2 separate regions of the Capra hircus genome follow, and region 1 is linked to region 2. A link is a contact called in public Hi-C data. All regions are on one chromosome and are shown on one strand. The core of a region is the stretch at or near the end of the contact, and the rest is flanking DNA. Distances in the headings are between cores, read along the strand shown.

What was found. A called contact is a pair of places that touch in the nucleus more often than the background predicts.
Region 1: a Hi-C map of blood shows a contact between it and region 2, with 4 times the contacts expected there. The contact joins the promoter of CD82 here to the enhancer-like site in region 2. A contact is called at or near these places in 3 of 5 Hi-C or Micro-C datasets (all in blood).

The regions. Positions count from the first base shown.
Region 1 is chr15:8,357,660-8,363,104 of ARS1.2, reverse strand. It overlaps CD82 (CD82 antigen), which reads left to right and starts at 3,536. Exons shown (of 9, transcript XM_018059211.1): 1 at 3,536-3,707. The coding sequence starts at 3,593.
Region 2 is chr15:8,296,758-8,301,929 of ARS1.2, reverse strand. No RefSeq gene overlaps it. Among named protein-coding and RNA genes, the nearest start is that of CD82, 60 kb to the left of the region's middle. Within about 2 kb of position 2,494, at least 1 of the 5 cell types and tissues checked has an H3K27ac peak or open chromatin away from gene starts, as enhancers often do.

The DNA of each region.
Region 1 (5,445 bases), core at 2,287-4,786, 60 kb before region 2:
CATAGCTTTAAGTTTCTATCTTGATCTCTGTTAGCTCTTGAAACCCAGCCATCTTGCTGTGAGGGGGCCCCAGCAGCCTGCCGGGCCTCATGGGGAGGATCAGTTCCTCAGCTCTAGCTGAGCTCCCAGCCAACAGCTGGCGCCAACTTGCTAGCCAGCTGGGTGAGTGTGCCATCTTGAAAATGGATCCTTAACTTCCAGCTGAATAGGCTGATATCACGTAGAGCAGCGAGAAGCCTTCCCTATGGAACCAACCCCAAATGGCAGATCCGTGGGCTGAATAAATGATCAGTGGTTTGTTACACAGCAATCAGAAGCAGATGCACCTCTTGCCCTCCATTCTTCCCCCCCAGAGCTGTAAAATGTCTTGGCCACTTACCTTGGCCCAGGCATCAGTGAGAGCCTGACACCCATGCTCTTGCACCACACAAGGACCTTCAGGTCTCCTGCTCGGCAGCTCCTGAGCCGCCTCTGGAGTGGAGAATCTTTTGAGAGGCTGCTGCTGCTGCTGCTAAGTCGCTTCAGTCGTGTCCGACTCTGTGCGACCCCATAGTCGGCAGCCCACCAGGCTCCCCCGTCCCTGGGATTTTCCAGGCAAGAACACTGGAGTGGGTTGTCATTTCCTTCTCCATACAACCACACCCTTTGGAGGTCTTGCCATAATCACGGTCTCCCCTATCTCCAAGCTGGTCATCTGAAAGCTTGCCTCACGTCTTTCTAGAGTAGTTCTTCTTGCTCCTTTTCCTGCCTCCAGAACTCCCAGATTCACCTCTGAAATGGACTGGAGGTTTCCCAAAAGATTTCTGTCTGTAATCTCTCACTAGAGGTGGCTCAGCTCTCCGCCAGGAAAAAGCCCGAGGCAAGTTATGACAAAGGCTGACTCCAGCTGGAAGGAAATGCTGGAAAACCAACCCAACTTGATATTTCATTAAATAACTGAGACACGCATATACTCAATGACTGTACCCTGAAGGCGATGTCACCCCACTCCAGTGCTCTTGCCTGGCAAATCCCATGGACGGGGGAGCCTGGAAGGCTGCAGTCCATGGGGTCGCTAAGAGTCGGACACAACTGAGCGACTTCATTTTCACTTTTCACTTTCATGCATTGGAGAAGGAAATGGCAACCCACTCCAGTGTTCTTGCCTGGAGAATCCCAGGGACGGGGGAGCCTGGTGGGCTGCCGCCTACGGGGTCGCACAGAGTCGGACACGACTGAAGCGACTTAGCATCAGCAGCAGCAGTACCTTAAGCTTCTAGTGTGTGCTTGGCATTATGCTAGGTGCTTGAAAGACCAGGCTGAACGGCAGGGCCACTCATCGCCCTGGACAGGAGGCCACCTGTGTCTACCCAGAGCCTGCACCCCAACCCCTCCTCTATCATGCTTCAGGTATCTAAAAACCTAGATATTGCTGCCTAAATGGCCCAAGCATAGTTTTAGGATTTATATGAGCAACTTCTCCAGGTCCATCCAGGGGGACAACATGCCCTCCTATGCACCCCTAGAGATGTGACTAGTGGTAGCTGCAGGCAAGTTGTGTAGACAGAGTTTGGGCCTGTGGGCTGGGGTGTTCACAGGCCAGCATCCTAGGCTACTTGTGACACAGGGCAGAGATGGAGCTAGGAAGAGAACTGGGGTGGGTGGCACGGAGGGCTGGGGTCAGGGCCAACTTACTCCACACCGCCACGTTCCCGCACAGAATTCCAGAGTACAAGAATTCTAAATTTCAGCATGGCCTTCTTGGTCGTTGTAAAGAATATTTCTCAAGGCAGAAGAACATGTTTTATTTTCAGTTCAGTTCAGTTGAGGAAGGGGGTAGGGAGGGATGATGGAATCCAGCTGTTTAGCCACCTGCCAATCACCATCACCAACACTCCTGGCTTGAGGGAAGGGGATCTGGAGCAGGGTAGGAAAGGAAGGTAGTTTATGCCCATTTTTCACGGATTGGCTAGGGTGGGGAGTGGGAATCCAGCCCAAGGCAGAATAGCACCATCATTCTCAAAGTGTGGTCCGTGGACCAGCAGAATCAATATCACCCAGGGCTTTTTAGGCTCTTGGCCCCCTGCAGGAAAGACAGGGTCCTTCTAGGAAGGACAACACTATGGGGCATTTCTAGGCTTAGAGGACTCCCCAAACCCACTCCTCTAGCTTCATGTGGAGATTCTATGAAGGAGACTTTTTACTAGAAAGAGAACAGTTATTTATTGAGTAGGCAGGGTGTCTAAGAGTGGCCAAATACTTCATGGGCATTACCACATTTAATCCTCAACAGCCACCCTCAAGATTGTTCCCATGATTTTCCCTTTCAAGGGCTCGGTCTAGAGAGGTTAATTAAGTACCTTTCTTATTTGCCTTGGGTCACAAGGCTCCCAGGAGCCTCCCTGGTCTTTGTGATTCTCACATCACACTAACTTCACCTTTATGCTGAACAGTGTTTCTCGAGTGTGACTTAGAATCACTCTGAAGCCTTGTTAAAGCAAACTTGCTAGGCTCACACCTCAGAGTTTCTTAATCAGTAGATCTGAGATGGGGCCCCCAAACACATGTTCCTGACAAGTTCCCAGATGCTACCGCTGCTGCTGCTGCTGGTCTGAGGACTGCGCTTCGGGAACCACCTTGCTGGGCAGGGATCCAGCTCCCCAGCCTACTCCACCCATGCAACACCAGCATAATCAAGTTCTTGTGAGATGTCAGTGAGATAATGGGAGAGAAAGAGCTTTGTCAGCAAGACAGGTCAATGGCTCTAGTCATTACACAGGGACCCAAGGAGGGCGATGGGATGCAAGTGGGGGTACCACAGCCATCTGAAGATCTTTTGCCACCCATCTTAACTCTGAGCCACTTCTTCTCAAGAGAGAAAGCCACCTTCACAAGGGATGGACCAGCAAGCCCTCCCTGCCACCCAGCTCATCACCCCAGCCTCCTCCCCTTACCTCCGGCAGCCTGCTAGAACTGTCTCAGCAGCTGGCTGGCCTGGGCTACTTCTCCAGGGGCCAGTCCAGACAAGCTGGTGCAGCATCAAGCCTTATGATTCACGGCCCTGGGGCTGGGTCCTGCTCACCACCCCTGTGAGACTCGGGAGGCCCCTGACTTCCCTTCTCTGAGCCTCAGGTTGCTCATCGGTAAAACGGATGCAACACTTGGCCAGAGTCTTGTGAATTCAACGGCCAGTCCTTGTAAAGTACTCTTCTTAAGCCAGAGTTTGGCATAGAGCCTGGCCCATGGCGAGAGTTCAATCCGTGGTGGCTGTTAGTATTTTCAAATCGTGTCTGGGTCCAAGCTACGTCTTGATAGAGGCCCGGACTTGGAACGCAAGCCGCTCCCACGCCGCCGTTCCCCGTAGCACCCGGATATACCCGCCCTGGAATGCCAAGTGTGGGCCCCCCCTCCCCTCGCCCGGAGGCGTGCCTGCCCGGGCTAGGGTTGCCAAGGCAGGGCAGGATTAGACAGGCGGTGAAGCGAGGGAAGGGGCGTTCCTAGGGAGTGGCCTCTTCCTAGGAGGGCTGGTGGCGGGGGGATATAGCCCCGGAGCGAGGGAGGCAGAGGCAGGGATGCTGGGAGGACCTTCCAGCGGCCTGGGAGGAGCCTGGGAATGTTGAGGAAGGCTGAGGAGGGGGCGGGACCGTTAGGTAGCGCTGAGACGGGGCGCTTCCCACCCAGCCTGGGCTGGAGCTCGGGGCCTGGGCCAGAGAGAGCTTTTTATCCAGGCAAGGCCCGGCGGCTGGAGGTGGAGTGGGGTAGGCCTAGGGAGGGCCCCATCCCCAGGGTGACCGTGGGGGCGGGGCCGACCGGGAATGTTTTTGGGGGGAGCCGTAAGCGGGGCGGGGCAAGGGGCGCAGCTCCCCTCGCCACAGGGCCCGAGGCGGGGGAAGGCCGAGGCGAGCAGAGCCGGATCGGGCTGGGAGCCCAGCCACGTTCCAGTAGAGCCTGGAGGCTGAGCTGGAGGCTGAGCTGGAGGCGCGGCTTGGGCCCCGTCCGGAGGCCGAGGGGCGTGCTCGGGGGGGCGGGTCCTCTGGAGGGGGCGGGGCCAGGCCGAGGCCGTTGAGTTCCCCGAAGACCGCTGGGAGGGGAACGGACGACCGAGCGACTGAACCCCGCGCTGCGCAGTGGGACGCGGAGCACTGGGGCGCAAGCGGGCGACTCTTGAGCTTGCAGCGCCGAGCTAAAAAAAAAAAAAGAGCAGAGGCGGCAGGTGAGAAGTGGGTGGGGGAGGCCCTCCGGCAAACCAGGAGCAAGGTTAGTCTTCGCCCCCAATTTCCAGAGCCCGCTCGGGGCAGCTTTCTCGGAACAAGTGACAGGTCGGGCCGCGCAGGCAAGCTGGTGGTTGATTGAGAAGGAGCTTAAGTTCCCAAGTCCTGACCGCCACCCGCCTCCCAGTTCTCTGCCTCCGCCGCGCACCAGCTGTGTGACCCCAGGCGCGTCCCCCTCGCCCCCCGATTAACCGGCTTTGGACCTCTCGGTTCCAGTACAAGGAGGGGCTGGACCCAGGTGGACTCCACTGCCCTTTCTCGCTAGGAACCCTCGGAAGGTGAGGCCGGCAAGTGAAAGCGAGAGCGGACTGCAACAGGTATTTCAGATCGCGTCACCCAGACTAGTCTGTTTCCCTGCAGAGTGGCACTGGGCAAAGCGGGCTCTCTGTGAGCTTGAAGCGCATTGCTTTAAGGGTCTCACTCGTTCCTCCGATGGGACTTGAACTCACAGGCCTGGGAAAGCTGGAGAGCGGAGGGGGCGTGGTGACCCAAGTCTGGGAGGTCTCAGCCTTCCCTTCCCCACACCTGTGAGAGCCCAGTAAGACGTGGGGTGGGAAACTCAGCGGGGACTTTGCCCATCGCGCCGCCCCCCCCACCCCCCGCCCCGCCCCGTCCCAGGGCTTTTCCAGGTGAGGAGGCTTGGGAGGCCCCTGGCGGAAGCTAGGGGACAAGTTCTTATCTGGGTGAGTGGGGAAGACAAGGGAAAACCCCACCAAACGTTGGGCCCAAAGTCAAGCTCAGAGCCTAGGGCGCTTGCTGCATGCCAATTCCTTCTTGGGCTGGAGGTTTCTGTCCCTGTGGCGGTGGGTGTTCTGTGTTGGGCCCTAGTAGCTAGTTCGGTGGTCAAGGCGTTGGGACCACATTGATTCGGGTTCCAGTCACTTTTCATGCTTCAGTTTCCTCATTGGTAAAATGGGCATAGTGATGGTAATCAACGATGGTGGTGGTGGTGGTTGTTTAGCTGCTAAGTTGTGTCCCTCTCTTTTGTGACCCTGTGGACTGTAGCCTGCCAGGCTCCTCTGTCCATGGAATTTCCCAGGCAAGAATACTGGAATAGGTTGCCATTTCCTTCTCCAGGGGATCTTCCCGACAACCCAGGAATTGAGCTTGCAACTCCTGCATTGGCAGGCGGATTCCTTACCACTGAGCCACCTGGTAGGGAGGACATAATACAATAATGTGTATACAGCGCTTA
Region 2 (5,172 bases), core at 1,245-3,744:
GCTCCCAGTGAAGCCGTTACAGCTGATTTTATTTTATTTTTTTTTTATAATCTGCCTCATTCCACAAAGGAAGTACATATAATAAAATATAAAACAATAGAGAAAATAATAAATTTATGAAGAAGCTCCAATGCCTTGGCCAACTGATGCGAAGAGCCAACTCATTAGAAAAGACCCTGATGCTGGGAAAGGTTGAGGGGAGGAGAAGGGAGAGACAGAGGATGGCATCGTTGCACAGCATCATCGACTCAATGGACATGAGTTTGAGCAAATCCTGGGAGACAGTGAAGGACAGGGAAGCCTAGCGTGCTGCAATCCATGGGGCTGCAGAGGCAGACGCGACTGAGTGACTGAGCAACAAGCACCGCAGTGAAGAAGCATAGGCTTGAATGAAATAAACACGAGTGTGAGTTGCCCAGCCTGGTGACGGCAAGTGCATGGTGTGCCCAGAGTGTGTTCCCCATGGCTGCGCTCACAGCAGACGCCACTAACTGATCACGGGTCTCATTCTCTGAGCCCAGATGTGCTCGGCCTATGCTTCCAGCTGATCTCCCTCAGTGCAGCCTCTGAATCCTTCTCAGCTCAGCACATTTGATCAGTCTGGCTGGAATGCAGAGAGAAAGCAGTTGCCAACCTTGAGCTCTAGTTGTTCAGTTGAACCCTATATAATTTTACCTTGAGCTTCCTGGTGGTCAAAGCAATACAGGGAAAATGTTCAGACATATAGCTTTAATTTCTCAAGATTTCCTTAGCTTAGCCACTAGGAAGACTGCAACTGGCCAGAATCTAGAATTCAAGACGGCTCAATTCAGTCAGTTCAGTCTCTCAGTCATGTCCGACTCTTTGTGACCCCATGGACTGCGGCACACCAGGCCTTCCTGTTCATCGCCAACTCCTGGAGTTTACTCAAACTCATGTCCATTGAGTCGGTGATGCCATCCAACCATCTCATCCTCTGTCATCCTCATCTTCTCCTGCCTTCAATCTTTCCCAGCATCAGGGTCTGTTCAAATGAGTCAGTTCTTTGCATCAGGTGGCCAAAGTATTGGCGCTTCAGCTTCAACATCAGTCCTCCCAATGAATATTAAGAACCGATTTCCTTTAGGATGGACTGGTTGGATCTGCTTACAGTCCAAGAGACTGTCAAGAGTCTTCTCCAACACCACAGTTCAAAAGCATCTGGAGTTGCAGAGGAGTCAGACACGACTTAGCGGCTAAACCACCATCACTCTGCTCTGCAAAGGGACCCATGAGCTACCCCTCTCCCATGGTGGGCTTACAGGAGGAGAGAGGCTAAGAAAAGAGACAAGGCTTGGTGTTTGGCTGAGGGCTGTGGTTCCTGGCCAGATAAGGAAAATCTGGTACTTCAGCTGGACTCAGAGCCGTAAGGGGGCAGGGATGGGCTCTGGTTCAACTTAGTGGTCCCTCGGCACCCAGACAGCAATTCCACCGCACAAGGTTGGGGGTTGGGGACACCCATCCCCTGGCCTGAGAAGGGCTTAGTCCATGGGTCAGGTAGATCTGGGCTCAAACAGGACGCTCAGGCGCTCAGGAGCCACGCCAGCCCCAGCAGACCTCCTCACCGCTTGGTGCCTCTCTTATCTCATCTGAATGTCGGGAGGATGACAGGGTCACGCCAGGTGCAGATCACAGGAAGGATGCGGAACCTGTAGGCACCTGGGCTCCCAGGAACCCTGAACCAGAGCGGACAACTGTCTCCCTGGGCTTTGCCCATCTCCTAGTGCACCCAGCTGAGCAGACATCCATCCTGTCTGTCTGAGACCAGGGCGGCAGAGGGTGTGGGGCCCATATGGAGGCTGAGGGGCTGCAGGAGGCGGGGCCAGAGGAGCCTGGGGCCCTGTGAGGCAGTGGGGGGAGAGTCTAGGTGGTCATAGGGCAGAACTTCCCTGCCCTTCAGTAATGCCAGTGGGGCTGGGGGAAGGGCCCAGCGGGATGCCTGGGACAAGTAGGCAGGAGGGTGTCAGACCCCGGGGATCTCTGCCTGGGGTCTGTCTCAGGACCCTCAGGCCCCTGGAGTTGGGGATGACACCAGTGTGAGGCCAGCAGTCAGGTGAGCACTAGGAAGCCTCCAACTCCTTTCTTCCGCAGGCGCCTCTCTCCTCCTCAATCCCCTGGGCCTGGGTGGCAGAAGAGGAGAGCCAGGACGGCCCAGAAAGCCCAGAGCGCCATCCCCACAGAACGGCAGCAGAGCAGCGTTCTCTGGCTGAGAACACGATGGGAAATCTGGGTGGGCCGGGCTCTGGGGCTGAGGCTGGGAGTCTCGAGAGGCTGGTGTGGGGGTGCAAGGGAGCCCTGAGGCAGCTCCTGATCAGCGACTTCAACGGGACCTTGGCCTCCTCCCAAGGCGGGTGAAGGGGATGGGAGGTGGGGTGTTGAAGGTTCTACCAGGCCTGTCCTCACGGGCCCTGTGAGTCGGGGCGGGCTCAAAACCGCGTCTGTGAATACCGTAGAGAGGACAGAGATGACGGCAGAGAGATGCGGGCCGGGCCACTTCCTGGGGGGTGCCCACCTCGTGAGGCATGTGTGAGCCTGGCAGCTGGAGGGCGCCAGAGCCAGGCCCGGAGCGGCCTGGAGCTGGACTCTGAGGACATCCCCCTGCCTCCACAGCCGCTCTCCACCCCCGCCCCCACCCCCCACCCCCCACCCCCCGATTTCCCCAGACGACCCCAGGGTGGTGTTGCAAAACCCCGTCACCATAGCACTGAGCCTCACTCCTGCCTCCTTGCAGGACCCAGTTTCTCCACCTCCTGCTCCACCCTGCTGCCCCCAGGCCCATGAAGTTCCATGAGGAAGGACTATAAACCGGCTTCTCTCATGCCCAGCTGGCCCCGAGAGCCGGTCATCTGTGTGCAGGGACCCTGGGCTCTGGCCTCCTGCCTCCCTCCCCAGAAGCTGGGCCAGCTGAGGGGCTGCCAGACCTTCTGCGGGGGCAGGGCCACCCCCAGGCTGCCATCACCCCCACTGATGCCCGGGCTGGGGGGCATGCTATGCGGGGGACTGGCCACAAAGGGCCCCCACAGTGCCTGGGTGCTGAGCTCCTGGGCAGTGCCAGCTCACGGCTCCCGGGGGCCAGGTAGGAGGCCTAGGTGGGCACCAGTTTGCTGTCTGGGTTTGGGGGAGCCAACGGTGGTGCCCAGGAAGTGTCCAGAAGGCTGGATGCTGTGTGACATAGCCATCACCAGGGTCAGAATAGGGCCCTTCTGTGTGGACTGGCAGGCGGTGCAGGTCTTCTGGGAGCAGGCCTAGGGGCCTGACTGCCTCCACCGGAAGAGAAATACTTCAGTGTTCTAGTAACTAGCATGGCTAGCATAGGTGAGTTCCTCTGCATGTCAGCCCTGTGCGCGCACACACACACATGCGCGCTCACACACGGGCCCTGAACCTCCTGAGCTGAGTCCATTCCCGGATGGCAGGACTTCCAGCTCTCCTCTCAGCTGCAGGTGGCCGATGGTAGCAGGAAAGGCCGAGTGCTGCCAGCCTGGAATGTTCCAGGCCTGTGTAGCAGAGCCTCCCTCCACCGACCCCAATTGTGCCTGTTCTAGGGCAGAGACTCCTCCAGCCCCTGCTCTAGGATCTTCCAGGTGAGCAAGTTCCCCAGGCTGAGGAGCCGCCAGCAAAGGGGGGTCATCGTGATGCTGGCGTGGCCATCCCCAGCGCATCTCCTGGGCCAGGACTGCCACCACCTCTGCCCCCTGCAGAGGGACGGAGACCTAAGTTGTCACCCTGCCTCTGGGTGAAGACCCGCTGCTCCCTGGGAACCTGTGGGCTCATTCATTCATTCAGTCATCCCATGAACATTTAATGGGCACCTGTTACGAGCCAAGCCCGGTTCTAGACCCTTGAGAACACAGCTGCAGACACCTCCATGGCACTTGTATTCTGGTGAATGCAAGGGAGTCCTGCACACTCACCTGTACACAACTACACGCACACACACACAACCGCCAGCTGCCGACAGCACGGTCCATGCTGAGTGTTGCTGGGGACCCCTGGGGCCCATCCAAGGCCTCTGGCATCCTGTGGAAGGAAGTAGCATAATGAACAGCCAGTGGAACAAACAGGAAAGGGGGTGGGAGGCTCATCACTCAGCCCCCGCCCCTCCAGCCACACTCTGCAGGACTCAATTCTCCCCCCACCCCGGCACCCTCCTTCCTGGCCAAACCAAATAAATTCAGAACACCTGCTGGTCCTGGGGGGGGGGGAGCAACAGGCCCAATGACTTCACCTCTGTTAGTCTCATCTGTGAAATGGGGACTACAGTTCCTGACTCCCAGGGTTATTGTGGGAATCAAATGACCTAAAGCACTTCCTGAGCTACTTCCTGTTAGTGAATTCCCAGGGTGGTCCTAGGCCTCAGGGGGATTCCCCATCCCCTTGGGGTGGGCCTCCCTGGACCTGAACGTGGAGGTTGGAGAACTCTGGTGCCTCCAGACCAGGAACTGCTGGTTGGTCTATGAGGCTGCGGCCGGGCAGGAAGAAATCTGTGTCCAGCCCCCTGCCCGATGGGTAGGAGGGGCCACTAGAAGCCAGCGAGACGTGCACGCCGCCCCCCCCCCATCCCCCAGCAGTCGCCTCTGAAGTCACTTCCCCAGCACCTGCCTTCTGGGCCGGGGGAATGTCAGGCCCAGAGCCAAGCTCCCCCCTCACACCCTAATGTTGCCCCAGATGCCTCCAGCAGCGCCTCTGGGAACAGGAATGGGCTTCCTGAAGGATGCTGGGGGTATGGGACACCAGCAGGAAGAGCTGGAAGTACCAGGGGGGCTGGGGGGAGGGAAGGATGGAAGGTGGGAGCCGGAGAGGCCCAGCACCCTCGGGGTGGGGGTGCAGTGAGGGCCGGATGCAGGTTGACCAGCGTGCAGGGGTCTGCCCCCTGCCCTGCATCACGCACCTGGGAGAGCCCACTTTGGGGCTTTCAGGGTGACCCCCTCTTCCTGCCGGTTCACGGAGGACTCGGGGTCTCGGGGGACTGGAAGGGGTCCCAGGCCTGGGTCTGATAAGATGAAGGGAGAGGCTCAGGCTCACCTGCTGAGCTGCAGAGAGGAGAGGGAGGGCAAGTGTGGGAAGGAGGCTCTGAACAGGACCGCGGCTGGAGGAGGAGCTGGGAACAGGGCTGGGCCAGCTCTGCAGCACGAGGCACGACTCCCCCGTGCC